Linked DNA regions of Mus musculus: region 1 is linked to region 2. The links are chromatin contacts, called in public promoter capture Hi-C maps. All regions are on one chromosome and are shown on one strand. The core of a region is the stretch at or near the end of the contact, and the rest is flanking DNA. Distances in the headings are between cores, read along the strand shown. Region 1 overlaps Tmcc2 (transmembrane and coiled-coil domains 2). Region 2 has its middle 17 kb from the start of Gm30242.

Region 1 (4,779 bases), core at 1,999-4,498, 200 kb before region 2:
CCTGTTTACTTGCAGGATGGTGAGGGAAGGGGCCCACCCTTAGCCCCACCTCTTGCCAAGAGGACTGAATTTTTGGCAGACGCCCAGGGGGCCCTGGTTTATTTACAACTAGCAGTCTGCAGGCTCAGTGGTGGGGCAAGGCTGATTGCTAAGAGAGGTTCCAAACACATCCCCTAGGCACTAGAGGCCCACCGACTACTCATCCATTAGGCCCCTGCCATTCTAGGCCTGGCTGTACAGAGACTATAGTAACTTTTTTTCCAGATCAGACCAGCTGTTCAGCTGATATACACAAATACAGCAACTTCCCGTATAGCACTGCCACCTTCCAAGTGGCATGGCCACTTATTTACCTAGGTTTCTGAGGAGGAGAGCTACCCTGTCTGTCCGCTCCTCTCCCCATCCCTTCTCTTTACCCCCTTTCTTATTCTCCGTACGGAAGGTTCCCTTGCACTGAGGTATCTGCCCTACTCCTTGGAGGACCTTCCAAGACTGGGCAGCGCTTCCAGACACCCACCAAGCCAAGGCTGGGTGGCTTTCAATTGCCTTAAACCATTGTGTTCCCCGACTCAGTATACCTTGAGCCCCCTGCTGCCCTGTATATCCTGTCGTGCCTGCAGAGTCAAGATCTACTTTAGTGTGATTTCATTCCTCCTGTTCAGACGAAACCATTCTTTCACGTTGTTGCGGTTCTGTTCAGATGTGAGAGGGGCTGAAGAATAAAGATTGCCCTTGATGTCATAAGCAACAGAACGTAAGCTGGGTCTTCCTGCCCCAGTAAACTCCCAGCCTCTAAGGCAGCCTTCTTTTGCCTTTTCCCTACTTCACTGATCTCTCTGGGTGGAAATACTCTGCCCTCCTGATTAGCTCTGGATTCTGGAGTGTACAATTGCCAGAGATACCGTGTACGAGTTGGACAACTCCACTGTTACCTAACCCCTGTTGCTAAGCTCAGGCCAGGGCCTGTGGGAGATGAGCTCTTTGTCTATAGCCCATGGAGCTGAGATCATGCCAGTCTAGACACAGGTAGCACACTATAGCCAAGGCTTCTCTCAGCCTTTGGCTCCCTTAGCCATGCTGTGCCCAAGAAGGTGTGCTCTGGGTTTGGGTGTGAGCTCCCGAAGTCAGGGCTAGTAATAGTCAGCAGTAGGCAGAGCTCTGTCATCTGGCTCCAGACTGTGTGGAGCCAGCACTGGGATGTGGGCATGGGTCATGGGAGTTGGCAAACATCTCCCAGCTACTGAGAATGCTCTTCCCTGCATCTGCCACATCCCTGAGATGAGAAACGTGACCCTGGTCCCTCGGTGCCAGGTGAGGCAATGGAAATACAGTACTATTAACCTGATCCCTGCATCTGTGACTTGTTCTCGATGCAGTTTGTACTTTCTGGCTTTATCCCTGCCAGGCAGAGGACTTTGGAATAAAAACAGAGGTACAGAACACACACCACCGCAGCCCTTTGAGGGTTCTCAGAGAATTGGGGGCTCTCCTGAGCTACAGTGGAGAGGTTAGGCCTTCTCCAACCTCTCCTTTTACTCCAGGGACAGGTGCCAGGATGTCACAAACAGAGCATCAGGCATATCTTCGTGGCCCTGGCTCCTCAAATATTCTAGAGGTCCTGTCTGCGCCCTTGCCCCTGGACCCCAGCTGCCATTCTAGTTCCCAGTATATTCCTTTCTCTTCCTTACAGCTCTCTTGATACCCCTCCCCCCACCCCAGAACTGGCTTGCTATCCATAGCTAGTGAATAATTCAGCATGTTCAACAAAAGCTAAGTCAGATCCATAGTGATACTGTGATCAAGAGGCCCCCTTGAGGGCAGCTGGAAAGGCGAACCTTGTCCTGGATAGACAAGCGCCCTGTAATATTAACTTCATTATATAAGGTTTCTTCGCCTCCTGAGAAGGCAACTTCAATGTTACCTGGGCCCTGTTCCTGTCTACTTACCTTTTGGGGGACTCCCTGGTCTTGTAGGCACACCTCTGAGACATGCTGGTACCAACAGTCAGTCAAACAGCATGCTACAGTTTGCAGAGTGCTTTTGTGCATATTTCTTGTCTAATCATATCAGCTCCTGGTAAGCTCGGAGCCCTTGAGTCAGCGGGAGCCTACAGGAATTGTGTTTCAATCCCCTGCTTTAGGGAAAAAAAAAATGTTCTCAATTATTTGTGGCAAATGGGGTCGGGTAGAGGGTACTTTGTGTCCTAAAAATTGTGCAGAAAGGAGATACCATTTCCTCTGGGTCACTTTCTTCAGGGCCTGTTCCCAGTACATCCTCCTCTGGGGAGCAGAGGACCATTCAGAAGTGAATTTGGTTTGCTCAACCATGAGCCAGGTACATGGTTGTTTCCACTGACCAGGTTCCCATGCCCAGGAGTGACAGTCCTGCCCTGACCTACCCACCCCCTACACACACACACCAGAGTATCTGAGACATTAGGTCAACAAAAGCCTGGCAGGCAGAGGAGGCGCCTCCTCCCTTCCTGAAGGCAGCTGAAAGGTCTCATGGTATATGCACGCCAATGCTGTGCTGGGGCTTTCCCTCACTAGACCCTCTGTTTGCTGCTCCAGCTCCTGGGGCTGTGTCTCCACACACTCCTAGGGTACATGCCTGCCCGTGTCTCTCCACATACTCCTAGGGTACGTGCCTGCCTTGATTCCTTGACTGCTGCAGCTCACAGTTAGCAATATAAACCATTCTCTTGTCTTCCCAGCAGAAAGCAGTACCTACTGGTGACCTGGTTAGGTCTAAGAGTAAGTGTGGGGTAATGACTTCCCTGACCTCTGTTTCCAGGGGAGGCGTGGTGAGCACCAGGGAAGCTGCCAGCCTCCTGAGAAGCCTCTCTGGGACTTTGCCACACAACATGTGCAGCCCAGGAGTCTTTTGTCTTCCAAGGAACTGAATTTAACTGCTTCTCAGCTGTTCTCGGGCTTCTCACTCTGTAGAATGCGTGGATGCTGCTGAGTGAGTTTTACATTTTATTTGTGTTCCATGGTACTAGGGAGTCGAGCCCTGGGCTCCATGCCTGCAGAGCAAGGACTCTACCACTGAGCTATGCCCAACTCTATTTATTTTATTTTTAAGAGAGAAAAAAAGTAAATAGCATGATTTGTTTTATTTAAGGCAGAGAAAAACAAAAATCTTAAAGAAATAAGGACCTGATATCAAAATTGAGTGAAGAGGAAGTATGCTAAATGAGGAAGCAGCCAGTGTGAGAGCGAGCTGAGCCCTGAGGGCGCGCAGAGGAGTGTGGGCCCAGGACCTGGGCTCCTTCCAGTTTCCTGCTCCAGGACAATGTGAGCCCATCTATGGCCCCCAGACTTAGCTCTGTGTGGCTAAGCTGAGGCTAGACACCTCCAGCTGCAGCTCATCTGCCTCGGCCTGTAGGCCGGTGGTGACAGCTGCTTCTGCCATGCTACTGCCTCTTGCTCAGCCAGAGCGTGGAGGAAGTGACCAAGAGGGACGGCCAGCACTTACTAGGAAGTATGTGTGCCGTCTACCCAGCAGCACATCTCCTTTGCAGAGAGAGTTGCTTGGTGACTCAAGGGCCTTCAGAACCATTGCTTAAATACTTGTGGCAGCTCGCCCCATGGCTTCTTGCCACTCTCAGCTTCACTCCAGATGACAGCTACTTTTCTGTCCCAGGCTAAATCGTGAAGGAACTGTCTGTGAAACTGTGATGTGTCCATGGGTGTATGCAATCACATGTGGTGAGAGAGCCTCGGTTCTAATAACCTATACCAGTACAGTGTGTCAGGCCCCATGTACCATTGGCAGCTAGCAAGGCCGAGGCACAGTTTACACACTCTCTCTGTGCCCGTGCCCATGCCTGAGCCCATTCTGGTTCATTGGCCTCATCCTGCAGGCTGTATCGCTTGTATAGCTTGTGGGTAGCAGGGTAAGGGTCTCTATCAGCCATTCTGACTCCCAAACACTCTGCCAGGCTCCTGGAAAGTTAACTCAGCATCCACAGAGCCCATTCTGCACGTATCTTCCTGACAGACATATTCACCTTTAACTCCTGCCCTTACACACACACACATACACACACACACACACACACACACACACACACACACACACACACACAGCGTGGATGCTTTCAGCCTATGCTCTAGAGCAACTGTGGAACCAAGCTTGAAACACAAGGTCATGCAAATGATCCTTGCAGCTCACAGTGGCAGACTGAGGGTCTCTGCTCATGGACAAAGACAAGGACAGCCTCATAGAGAAGAAGGGCTCTGCCTGCCAGCTTGCCATGCAGACACTGAGTAGTCCCTATTTGTTCCTTTTCTCTTAGAGACTACTGGTTCATCCCCAGAGCTCTTCCCTCCTTCTTCCTGACCACCATTGTGATGAGCTACTCTAGGAGTCAAGCTGAAGTGTCCTTCTGGGGTGCAGTTTTCCCTATGGCCATCTTAATGCCATGCAGCCTAACAGAACCATTTTTCTGCTCTTCTGAGCTTTGTGGATCAGGAAGTGTGGGAAGGAAGCCCTGCCAGTCAGAGACAGCTCCACAGTAAAAGAGAAGTTGGGGGTGGTGGGAGAGAACCCCAGTTCTAGCCCTCCCTGACTTCTGGTCTCCTGTGGTCACTGCAACTGCCTCCTCTTCCTCAGGTTATGGGTGAGTGAGATGGTTCAGTGGGTAAAGTAAAGGTATCCACTTCCAAGCTTGGTAGCCTGAGTTATGGAAGGAGAGCACCAACTGCAGCAGGATAGCCTCTGTCCTCCATATGTCTGCTGTGGCACGTGTGACCATATGCATACATACACTGCACA
Region 2 (4,682 bases), core at 272-2,771:
TCTCAGCTAAGGACCCAACAGGGAGCTATGAAGGCACAGGCTGGAGGCTGGGCCCCTCCTGCTGTGGGAGCTGAGAAGGAAGATGGTAGAGTGTCAGGATGAATCCATGAGGGACAGCAGAAGGGACTGGGTTATGTCATTTGTACAGTAAAGGAACTGGATTGTGCCTTCTTTTATTTCCTTTCTTTCTTTCTTTCTTTCTTCCTTTCTTTCTTTCTTTCTTTCTTTCTTTCTTTCTTTCTTTCTTTCTTTGTATTTTTTTTCAAGGTGGTTTCTCTGTACAGTTCTGGCCACACTGGAGCTCACCCTGTACACCAGGCTGCCCTCAGACTCAGAGATCCATACGCCTCTGTCTCCTGAGTGCTGGATTTAAGAGTAGGTGCTACCATCACTTGGCCTGGGTCATTCTTTCTTCAAAGAATCCCATGTCCTCTTTGCCACTAAGTTCAAACATGGTCAAGTGGGTGACAGAAGACGTCATCCAGAAGATGTCAGCGCAGGAAAAACACAACTAGGAAACCAAGAGAAGCTGGAGGGGAAGGAGAGGAGGGCATATGGCAGTGTGTGTGTTGGGGAGGGGCGCGGTCACCTCTCAGCAGCAGGAATCAGGAAGACAGAAAAGGGCCAGGGGCAAGACACCCTTCAAACGATCCTAAACCGACCTGGCCACAACTCCTGCTTTCTCTCACCTCTCCATAAAGCCACCAGATTATGAATCCATCAATGATCAGTGAATTGACTAAATTAGCCTTCATCAGCCAATCACCAGCTTGGGACCAAGCTTGCAAGACATGATCCTTTGGAGGGCACTTCATTTCCAGACCATAATAGGCCATCAGGGAAGAAAAGCACCCCAAGGTCCCCCAGCTCCGTGACCAACCTCTGCAGAACTCTTGATTCACTGAGCATAATTCCTGAGAAACGTGGTAAACAGCGGAGCCTGCTCCTCCTGCTTAAACCAACATCTTCTGGGTGGATTCCTGGGGATTTTGCTTCTTGCCAAGGTAGGCAAAGTGGCAGGCTGTGTACGTGGCCTGGGAGACACTGAGAGCCATCCCGTTTTCTGACTTTTCCCCATATCTGTTCTGTGTACCTGTAAACACCTGTGGGTTACAAAAAAATGACTCCAGGAGCCCCGAGGGCTAAGGTTTGACTGTTGGTCTGCCATAGCATCCAGACTCTAAATTTAGAGGCTCCCTGAGCCCATGGAAGGCTCTGGAAGGAATGGAGGTTTGAGCAGGGCCAGGCCAGCCAGGCTCAGGTAATCTTCTTCCCCCAAGCAGCTAAGATCAGCTTCAGAGTGGAGCCCAATTAGCCCTACTCATGAATTCTGCATGTGGTGCTGACTTTCAGCCACATCCCTTCCTCCCTTATGCAAAGCCCTTTGCTCCCTGGGAAGTAATTACAATATCTGGCCCATTTTAATGAAGGCAAAAAGTATTCCACGGTTGTATGTTGCTTCTCCGGGGTGGGAGAAGGCTGGGAGGGCGGGGCAGGAGGACAGGCTGGGAGGGCGGGGCAGGACGGCAGGCTGGGAGGGCGGGGCAGGAGGATGGCTGCGGAAGAGGAATGAGTGAACAGCCGTCCTGGCCTTTGCAGTGAGAGTCTCAGCTCACAAGTCTGCTCACACACATTTCTCACGGAATCACTGCTCTGCTGTGACAGCCAAGGCAGACGTAGGCTTTAGAAACACTGATGCCTGAGAGCTGTGCCCGCTTGGCTTTGAAAATGAGGTAGACATCCTGTCAGCTAGAGTAAGTCAGTATTTCCATCTCACGCAGCTCATTCAGCAGGGAGTTCACAGACCAGAAAGACAGGCTGAAGGACTCGCTCCCAACCCCACCGGGGCGATGCTTTCTCAGGCTGTCAGCTTCTTCTGCTTTTGTTCCCTTGACCCGCGCCTAGCATATCACACTTACCTAGACGGGTGACTATAATAAGCACAATCAAACCACTGAGAAAGCAATGAGCATTCCCAAGCTGCGTGACAATTATTTCAAAGATATTAAAGCTTGAAAATCAAGGTGTGATAAAGCTGATCACATGAGGGGCTGAAGATGGCTCTGTGGCTAAGACCACTGGATACTCTTCCAGAGACCTGGGATTTGATTCCCAGCACCCACATGGTGGCTCACAACCATCGGTAACTCCAGGCCCAGAGGATCTGACCCTTCTGTCCTTCTTGGTAAACACACCCAGGCAAACACCCATACACATACGGGAATAACATTTTTCAGAACTGTTAAGGTGATCTAGGTGACAGAGGCAAAGCAGTAGATATTGGCTCAGCCGTCTTTGGCTTTCGAATCCTTTTTTGTATATTGATCCCAGATTCCATAGCAAATGAAAAGACGGTCTAGAGAGCGAGATGAGCTTCCCAGTTGGTGAGCTTCAGTTTATTGTCTATTGTGCTCTAAAGAATAGCAATGATTTAAACATGTATGTTTGGTTCTATTGATGGCTGTCAAGACTGAGTCAGGCTTGTGATCCCAGAGTCTTCAGGAACCAGAGGCAAGAAGAATATCCCTGGTCTGAGCGCAGCCTAGTGTCTAAACCAGGAGTGCTACACAGTGTGATTCTGTCTCCTCAACTGGTGTGTGTGTGTGTGTGTGTGTGTGTGTGTGTTTGCTTCAAGACAGAGTTCACTGTGTAGCTCTGACTGTCCTGGAACACACCTTGTAGATCAGGCTGCCCTTGAACTCACAAAGATCCACCTGCCTCTGCCTCCCGAGTGCTGGGATTAAAGGCATGTCTCATTGCGTTCTGCAATAAGAATGATTGTGTGACTCACACACTTGGTACATGGCTACTCACGGCCACATAAGTACGGGAATCTCAGTGTTTGGGTTGATGTTTCAAAATTGACTGTCCGAAAACAACCCAATTTCCCACCAATAGACTGATGGGTAACGAAATAGAGCATAATCCTAGAAGTGAAATATTTTTCAGATAGACAAAAAGATAATGCATTGAATGTATTAAAACAAGGGTGAACTTTTAATATATCATATTAAATACAGGAAGCTAGACACGAACAGTTAGACAAACACACTGGTGATTATGCACAGCAATGTCCTGTCAGTCAGATCTCCCTCTCTCACTACAACAAACCTCTGAGGGAACTTGTCTGTCTGACCTATTGCTTTGGGCCTGTGGAGAGTAACTAGCATGGTGGAAAGTCAGGGTAGGGATAGACACAAAACCAATCATTTCATAGGCAGAAATCAAGAGGAGGATGAGGAAGAGGAGAAAGAGGAAGAGAGGGGGAGGAGGAAGAGAAAGAAAAGAAACACTTGGTGTGCCACACTCCCCTGTCAATAACATCCCAGTAGGTCACACCACCTCCCACTGGCACCATCTGGGATTAAGTTTTCTTTTGAGGGGCTGAAAAAATGGCTCAGCGGTTAAGAACACTGACTGCTCTCCCAGAGGTCCTGAGTTCAATTCCCAGCAACCACATGGTGGCTCACAACCCTCTGTAATGGGATCCCATGCCCTCTTCTGGTGTGTGTCTGAAGACAGCGACAGTGGACTCCTATACATAAAAAGAAGTTTTTTGTGGTCCGTGCTCCACCTCAATCAAGCTTTTGAGTCTTTCAAGATCACTCAGGATGCAAACCACCATCAATGTACATAGTACCTTTTATATTAGGAGGTATTTGTGACACAGTTAATAAAAGGAAAGGGGGGCCTGGGAGCTGGCTGGGCCATTGGGAGCATTTGCTGTTCTTAGTGGGAGTTCTAAAGGGAACTTGGTGTTCCCAGCACCTACACACTCATTAATCTCTAAAACTCTAAATCCAGGGATTTTGCGCCCTCTTCTGGCCTCTGCAGGCACTGCATACATGTGGTATGCATCCATATCCGCAGACAAAGCACTCATACACATTAAAACAACAACAACAAAAAAAATCTTAGCCGGGTGTGGTGGCTCAAGCCTTTAATCCCAGCACTAGGGAGGCAGAGGCAGGCAGATTTCTGAGTTCAAGGCCAGCCTGGTCTACAGAGTGAGTTCCAGGACAGCCAGGGCAATACAGAGAAACCCTGTCTCGAAAAACAAAAAAACAGACAGACAGACTAGGACACTGTGGCACATTTGTAATGCCAGTACTTGGGAGGCAGAGACAGGAGGATCTCTGCAAGATCATGGCTAGCATAATCTATGCTGCAAGATCCAATGTATCAAGCACCATCTATAAATAAAAATTTTTTTTTTAAGAAGAAAACAAGGAAAGGGCTGAGGATGTATCTTAGTTTGTAGAGTGCTTGCCTAATGTGTACGAAACCCTGCATCCTATACAATGTTTGGCCGTGCAGGCCTACAATCCCAGCACTTAGGAACAGGAAACAGTGAGCTCAGAAATTCAACGTCATCCTGGACTTCAAGAGATTGCAGTCAAACCAGGCTATGAAGGAACTTGCCAAAAAAGAAGAGGAAAACACAAAACCACAAAGAGTAAATGGATAAGGGAAAAACTAAATTCCAGGCTCTTTGCTCCTTGTTTATAGGCTGCGGGGCGAGTGCCACCACCCAGGGACAATCAATACACAGCCGAGAGGTGTGAGAATTGGCTGCTCTTAGGGTCCCTCGGGTGTGAGAATTGGCACTTAGGGTCCCTCGGAGAGAAAGCAGCAGGCTCTTCTGAAATTGTCTGGAGGCTGTGAGGTGAGGTAGAGTCTGC

Evidence for each region. Promoter capture Hi-C pulls out the DNA fragments that hold promoters and counts their contacts.
Region 1: a promoter capture Hi-C map of stem cell-derived epiblast-like cells shows a contact between it and region 2, with 2.9 times the contacts expected there. The contact joins two enhancer-like sites. A contact is called at or near these places in 11 of 39 promoter capture datasets (the 3T3-L1 cell line, the HPC-7 cell line, the SN4741 cell line and 6 more), 15 of 484 Hi-C or Micro-C datasets (the AML12 cell line, B cells, CD8 T cells and 9 more), 6 of 115 datasets of contacts at active chromatin or transcription factors (embryonic basal ganglia, embryonic forebrain, embryonic stem cells and 2 more) and 3 of 9 other capture datasets (adipose tissue, liver and pancreatic islet).

What each region holds. Positions count from the first base shown.
Region 1 is chr1:132,369,545-132,374,323 of GRCm38.p6, reverse strand. All of the region lies in intron 2 of Tmcc2 (transmembrane and coiled-coil domains 2), which reads left to right. Among named protein-coding and RNA genes, the nearest start is that of Tmcc2, 19 kb to the left of the region's middle. Within about 2 kb of position 3,248, at least 92 of the 459 cell types and tissues checked have an H3K27ac peak or open chromatin away from gene starts, as enhancers often do.
Region 2 is chr1:132,165,205-132,169,886 of GRCm38.p6, reverse strand. No RefSeq gene overlaps it. Among named protein-coding and RNA genes, the nearest start is that of Gm30242, 17 kb to the right of the region's middle. Within about 2 kb of position 1,521, at least 31 of the 459 cell types and tissues checked have an H3K27ac peak or open chromatin away from gene starts, as enhancers often do.